2 separate regions of the Mus musculus genome follow, and region 1 is linked to region 2. A link is a contact called in public Hi-C data. All regions are on one chromosome and are shown on one strand. Each heading gives the region's core, a stretch centred on a gene start, on an enhancer-like site or on the middle of the called end of the contact. The rest is flanking DNA. Distances are from core to core; before and after follow the strand shown.

What was found. A called contact is a pair of places that touch in the nucleus more often than the background predicts.
Region 1: a Hi-C map of muscle stem cells shows a contact between it and region 2, with 2.0 times the contacts expected there. The contact joins two enhancer-like sites. A contact is called at or near these places in 4 of 39 promoter capture datasets (the 3T3-L1 cell line, embryonic stem cells, epiblast stem cells and 1 more), 12 of 484 Hi-C or Micro-C datasets (the AML12 cell line, the C2C12 cell line, CD4 T cells and 5 more) and 2 of 115 datasets of contacts at active chromatin or transcription factors (heart atrium and pancreatic cancer cells).

The regions. Positions count from the first base shown.
Region 1 is chr15:31,244,736-31,248,168 of GRCm38.p6, forward strand. All of the region lies in intron 2 of Dap (death-associated protein), which reads left to right. Among named protein-coding and RNA genes, the nearest start is that of Gm41285, 17 kb to the right of the region's middle. Within about 2 kb of position 1,401, at least 87 of the 459 cell types and tissues checked have an H3K27ac peak or open chromatin away from gene starts, as enhancers often do. A contact at or near this core is called in the C2C12 cell line, embryonic fibroblasts, muscle stem cells and 2 more, where this site is marked.
Region 2 is chr15:31,183,085-31,186,498 of GRCm38.p6, forward strand. No RefSeq gene overlaps it. Among named protein-coding and RNA genes, the nearest start is that of Gm26416, 9.5 kb to the right of the region's middle. Within about 2 kb of position 1,632, at least 77 of the 459 cell types and tissues checked have an H3K27ac peak or open chromatin away from gene starts, as enhancers often do. A contact at or near this core is called in the C2C12 cell line, embryonic fibroblasts, muscle stem cells and 2 more, where this site is marked.

The DNA.
Region 1 (3,433 bases), core at 151-2,650, 61 kb after region 2:
CATGTTCTTAACTCCCATGATGACAGCCAGGGCCTTGTTGGGGATAGGCATGGGTAGAGTAACAATGACTGGAAGCTGAATGGCTGTCCCGGGCCATGGCTGAGGAGGCTATCTCATGAGTCCACCAGTGTGGGAAGCTCACCAAGCCAAGTTCCTGTGAGTGCTCAAGCAGTTGAGCACTTGTGCTCTGCTGTTGGCTGTGTCCCCAGGGAAGATGAGTTTTCTGCTAAGGCAATGCTGGAATGGGACCTCCGCAGGCAGGACTTTGAGAGCTGTGGCAAACGCGAGCCTGCGGATTGGTAATGACGACAGTGCAGTTGTCAGAGCTGCATGGTATGTGGCCCGGGTGCGGTTGTCTCAGCCCTCCCTGGGACTCCACAAAGCAGAACCCCATGTGGGACAAGCGCAGCCCACTGGAGAAAAGTAGACTCGGTCTTAGATCTTTGAGTATATCTCTTCCATTTCAGACAAAAATAAAAGTCATACGGCCACCGCTAGCTGGATTCGTGTGAGTCACGAGGGGAGGGAGCTAGTTCAGTGCTTTGAGTTTGTGCTCTTCACAGGGAAGGGCTAGCTGTTGTCTTGCGGTCTTAGTACATTATACATCTCTATAAACAGACTCCTATAATTGATGGATTATAAAGCAAAGCCTTGTCTTGACGAATGATTCTGGAGATTTATAGCTGTGTGGGCTGCATCTGGCGGTGGCCTTTGCTGAATCACAAGGTGGTACCGTGCAATGGGTGGTCCCATTGCAATAACAGGAGTATGTGCGTGCGTGCGTGCGTGTGTGTGTGTGTGTGTGTATTTCATGTCGTGGCACATGTGTGGAGGACAGAGGACAACTTAGGAGTCTCAGTTCTGTCCCACAGGGTCGGCCCTCGGCTTCAAACTTAGGTTGTCAGGCTTGGCAGCAAGTGCCTTTACCTGCTGAGCCATCTCACCTGCCCCAGCACACAGAATCTTGATGAGAACGTATGGGGATTAGTGCCAGCTAAATGGATCAGTGTTCTGTTGATGATGCTTCTGAAGAGAAGACCGTGATGCTGACACTGGAGTGAGGCCGGGATCACCCCCACACCCCTTCTTTTTCACCATCTGAGCGCGTGGCTCCCCAAGGCTTCCAGGCTAACGCTGTGGGTTATGGTCGGGCATTCACTTTTCAGGCAGGATCTACTTCTGGTCTGCCATTAACACGAACCTAGAAAGCCTGATGAGTTTATGCTTTTCTGGATAGATATATCTCCACACAGCGGAGAAAACAAAAACACGGGGCCAGCCTAGTGGAATGTTCCTAACTCACCAGTGACAGCCAGGCCCTGGTGGGGTGTGTGTGTGTGTGTGTGGACTGAAGCAGTGCGGGTGGGCGTGCTTTACCCACACTGACTGGCGGGTCAGATTCCTGAGGAATGTGTCAGAGAGGCTATCACACGGCCTGCTTGACTTTGCTCAGTCTGGGTCCTGCGCCCTGCACACTGGCATGCATCTCGTTTCCCAGAAGCTCTGAGAACATGGAGCACAGGGGTGTGGTGCGGTGGCAGACATTCTCACCCATCCCTGGTGGAACCTGGATCCTCCCAGTGCCTTGAGAATCCTGTGTTCTGATATTCTGAAGTGTCACCGTCTCGTTAGAGCCAGGGACAGACTGTCGAGAAAATTGGAGACCCAAAACAAGTGAGTCAGAAAACCAGACTCCCTGTAGGTCAGAAGAACAATTCGTAAAAGACCAAATGTCTGTAAATAAATATCAGTGGCAAACAAATACAAAATAAAGCCGCACTTCTCTTGCATTAAAAGAGAAAAATGAAAATAAAAAGATAAGCCGGGCTGGAGAGACGACTCAGTCAATTGAGCACTGGCCATGAAGCATGGAGGTGGTTTCCAGTCCCCAGCACCCTCATAAAAGCTGGACATGGTGGTGTGTGCCTGTAAGCCCAGCTCTGCGGGACGCAGTCCGGAAGATCCCTGAGGCTTGCCAGCTAGCTAGCATAGCTGAGCTGTAGAGATCTGGGTTCGCAGAGATGCCTGTCTCAACATAATAGGGTAGAAAGCCACTGGGGAAGATACCCAATGTCAGCCTCTGGCTTCCACATGCCTGTGCACACCCGGGGCAGGGGAGGACATTTCCCTGATACTGTTTCTTTTTTATTAATTGCATATGAGTTGGCTGTCTCCACCTTGAGCTCGCCTCTCCTTGCCTCCCAGCTTCCTTGTTGAGCTCCTTGGACTGCAACCAGGGAATTCGTACTTTCTTCTCTGTCCCTCACGTCGTGAATGCCTGGAGACAGTCCCCTCCTCACTGAAAACAAGGCTGCAGCCCCATCCTGTGTGCATCTCACACCTCCTTGTTGTGGCTCTGCCTCAGCTCTGAACACTGGCCCACCAGGCTGGGAAAGACTTCCCAGATGGCCTCTCCTCCTCTGTTCTTAGGAGGGTGGTGGAGTTGGTGTTTACATAAGTAGCTGGGCCGCCCTCTGTCATAGCACTGACTTGGTCATGGCCGCTACTCTCTAGTCCTCCACTCGCAAGCTCCCAGTGCTGCTTCTCTCCTCTCCCGCTGTGTCAGCCGCATGCTGTCCTGGCGTGCTGACAATCAGCTCTCCATGGATACCTCACAGTTCTGCGGTCTGCATCCTGAGAGCCAGGACGCACCACCGAGATGGCATTACCCTGAAAGGAGGCATTCCAGGTCAGAGGGGCTTGAGCACTGCCCCTTCCCAGATATATCCAGATCAGAGGAGGAAAGGCTCCATCTTTCACCCCTGAGATGGATGCTGGTGGTGTCTGCAGCCAAGGAGAGCTGTCTCCCTGTCTCCAGAGAGGAGAGAAGATGCACCAGAGCCCTGTGTAACATCAGCCACCCTCATTTCAGGGGTTCCATCCTAGGAGGACCCCACTAGCATCACAGGTGACATCTGGTCCTTGGGATGCCGCCGTTTTACTGTAGGAATTGATGCTTAAGGGGCCGCTGCTACAGATCACTGGCCTGGCTTTTATTCCCATTTGTCTGGAAATGGTGGTTGTTTCCCATGAGCTGGGAGAAAAGAGAGACCTTAGATCTCTGTTCTCTCTCCCTCTCTCTTCTCTCTTAAATCTCTTAAGTGTGTATACACGGTATGTGTGGTACACACACACACACACACAGTGGTAGACTAGGGGCTTGACTATGAATCCTGAGTTCTGAGCCAGTCACCTTACCAGCAGTGTCCATCCTCCTCTGGGAGACAGGAGTGGGCAGAACCTCTCAGACTAACGTACTTGCAGATCACAGGCTGACCTTTATCCGTGGATCTGCTGGACCTGAGATGCCTTTCCCTTCACTCCAAAGCATACGCGTGTCCCAGCCTGTGCAGTGCCCTCCCTAAGAGGAAGTTGTTACAACTCCACAATGGACTTGTGCCTTTGCGGGTTCTCCTGAGGAGAGAAGGAGGCA
Region 2 (3,414 bases), core at 382-2,881:
GATATAGTACTACCGAAGGATCCAGCAATACCTCTCCTGGGCATATATCCAGAAGATGCCCCAACTGGTAAGAAGGACACATGCTCCACTATGTTCATAGCAGCCTTATTTATAATAGCCAGAAGCTGGAAGGAACCCAGATGCCCCTCAACAGAGGAATGGATACAGAAAATGTGGTACATCTACACAATGGAGTACTACTCAGCTATTAAAAAGAATGAATTTATGAAATTCCTAGCCAAATGGATCGACCTGGAGGGCATCATCCTGAGTGAGGTAACACATTCACAAAGGAACTCACACAATATGTACTCACTGATAAGTGGATATTAGCCCAAAACCTAAGATACCCAAGATATAAGATACAATTTCCTAAACACATGAAACTCAAGAAAAATGAAGACTGAAGTGTGAACACTATGCCCCTCCTTAGAAGAGGGAACAAAACACCCTTGGAAGGAGTTACAGAGACAAAGTTTGGAGCTGAGATAAAAGGATGGACCATGTAGACACTAGCATATCCGGGGATCCATCCCATAATCAGCTTCCAAATGCTGACACCATTGCATACACTAGCAAGATTATGCTGAAAGGACCCTGATATAGCTGTCTCTTGTCAGAGTATGCCTGGGCCTAGCAACCATAGAAGTGGATGCTCACAGTCGGCTATTGGATGGATCACATGGCCCCCAATGAAGGAGCTAGAGAAAGTACCAAAGAAGCTAAAGGGATCTGCAACCCTATAGGTGGAACAACATTATGAACTAACCAGTACCCCGGAGCTCTTGACTCTAGCTGCATATGCATCAAAAGATGGCCTAGTCGGCCATCACTGGAAAGAGAGGCCCATTGGACACGCAAACTTTATATGCCCCAGTACAGGGGAACGCCAGGGCCATAAAAGGGGAGTGGGTGGGTAGGGGAGAGGGGGTGGGTGGCTATGGGGGACTTTTGGTATAGCATTGCAAATGTAAATGAGCGAAATACCTAATAAAAAATGGAAAAAAAATCACAGAACAGTTAATATTAAAATAATTAATTGAAAAAAAAAAAAAGACTGTGTGTGCACATGTGCACACTCTATGCCATACAGTGGTCCTTTCCCATTTATCTCTAGTTGGACTTTCCATTACATCAGGCTGCATCTGTCTGGGGCAGCCTCCTTCCACAACACACACACACACACACACACACACACACACACACACACACACACACACTGTTGAAATGTGTTTGCTGTAGTCAGGGGCAAATGGTCATTCTCCCTCTACCCCAAGTCTTAGTGTGTTGGAATTCCGAGCCCTAGGATTTCAAAATGTGATCTTATTTAAAGATACTGTAGAAACGTATATTAAAAAGCTTTGTTTAAAAGGTATATATGAACGTAAGTGGGTTTCTTGTTTGAACTTGGATCACATCTCCAAGATTTCCAAATACATATATATCTGTGTGTGTATGCATGCATATAGATGCAAATATTCAAAATCTAAAATAATATCCAAATCTTAGTCCCAAGCACTTCAGATCTACTTTGTGGTAACAGTCAAGGCAGAAAAGAACACAGCGAGCATCCGCTAGTGTTCCCTTTTCTGACTCATGCTCCTTCCGTCCTAGGGGAAAGTTACTGCCGGTGACAAATGACCAGCACGGCTGGGTTGTGTGGTCTGATTCATGCTGCAGAACTTCTCTGGGACCTGGCAGTAGCTGATCGAACAGCTTTGTGTACTTTTCCACGCCTGATTCGTCTTCCCTTCTCCTGGGAGCCCTTCCTTTAAAGACCCCTTGCACAGGCTCCCTGACTGCTTATACTCAGGGGAACCAAGTTCAAAGCAGCTGGCCTGCTAAGTCAGGCCTTTTCATAGCCACAGCCCCTTCCCAGCCCGGAGGAGTCTGCCTAGTCCTGCTGTTACACAACACCTATCTCCAAGACTCCAGCTTAACATCCTCGATGACAGTTGCCCTTCCCTCAGCAGTTCTTACTCTTATGTGTCAGGCCAGGGGGGCATAGAAAGGGGGAGTCTTAAAGCCTTGCTGGTTTGATCTTCTCTGGTGAAGGGAGCTGGGGAGACAGAGGATAAAACTCTTGCCTTGCAAGTACAAAGAAAGGCAGAGTTCAGTCCTGGATCTCCAATAAAAGCTGGGTGTGGCTGTAAGTATTTGTGACAGCAGTGAGCTATCTGTGATGGATCTCTAGGGCTAGCTGCTCACTGGCCGAGACTACAGGGCAAACTCCAAGCCCATGAAAGACCCCCTGCACAGACACGAAAAAGAAAAACAGAGGTGGTTGTTACCTAAGGAGTGACTACCAAGATTCTCCTTTGGCTTCCACATACATGAACATGCATATGGATACGCAGAGATGCATATAAAATAAAAGGCTTCCTAAGACAGAAAAATCCATCCATCTCCCTACCAGATTCCAGAAACTCACACAGCATTTCTTCAGGAAGAAGTGAGAAAGAGGTTGCCGTCCTGATTTTGGAGGAGTTTGAGAGAGTGGGTGAGCATTTATGCTGGTTTTTCTCCCGCTTTGGCTCTAAGTTTTCACCCTAGTGAAAGAGTCCAGCAAACAAAGAGAAAGGCCATTCCACAACTGCCCTGCCTTTGACCAGGTACAGCCGGTCTGGGCAGTGTGTAAATCAGGACAGTGAACTGCTGTTTTCCGGGCTTGTCTTAGCCCTCAGAGCACACCACTCCTTGCCCAATCCTGGTGCTGAACCTCCACTAGGACATCTCAAAAGCAAATCTCAGAGGAGAGCCCCTTCAGAACTACTCCAGCCAGCCAGCTTTCCAAGAGCGGCTTCTCTTGAGATGTCTCTGGACGTCAAAGGTTTTCCTTCCAGAACACTCATCTGGAATCCCATGTTCAGGAGCTGTAAATAGTTAAATGTGCTTCTATCCAGAGCTGCTCCCTCCCAGTCTCCCAATCTCCACCGCGTTGTCCTAAGTTTCATATCACTTTAATTAATACCTGCTACTTCTGTCTACATTTCTGCCCTGATTTTTGAACCTGTATTCCAGTCATGCCTGCCATTTCTTCCATCCGAATTTGGGGAAATATGCTACTTGCCCCACTGTTTTACACAGACCAGAAAATGGATGGAGGGAAGACCTGACCTTGATAACGGCAGTTAAAGAGGAAGGCAATTGGGTATATTCAAAAGATGGGTGGGGGGCTGGAGAGATGGCTCAATGGTTAAGAGCACTGACTGCTCTTCTGAAGATCCTGGGTTCAAATCCCAGCAACCACATGGTGGCTCATAATCATCTGTAATGAGATCTGACGCCCTCTTCTGGTGCATCTGAAGACAGCTACAGTGTACTTACATATAATAGTAAATGAATCTTTAAGCCAGAGGGAGCAGGGCCGACTGGAGCAAGCAGAGGTCCTGACCTCAAATTCCCAGCAACCAC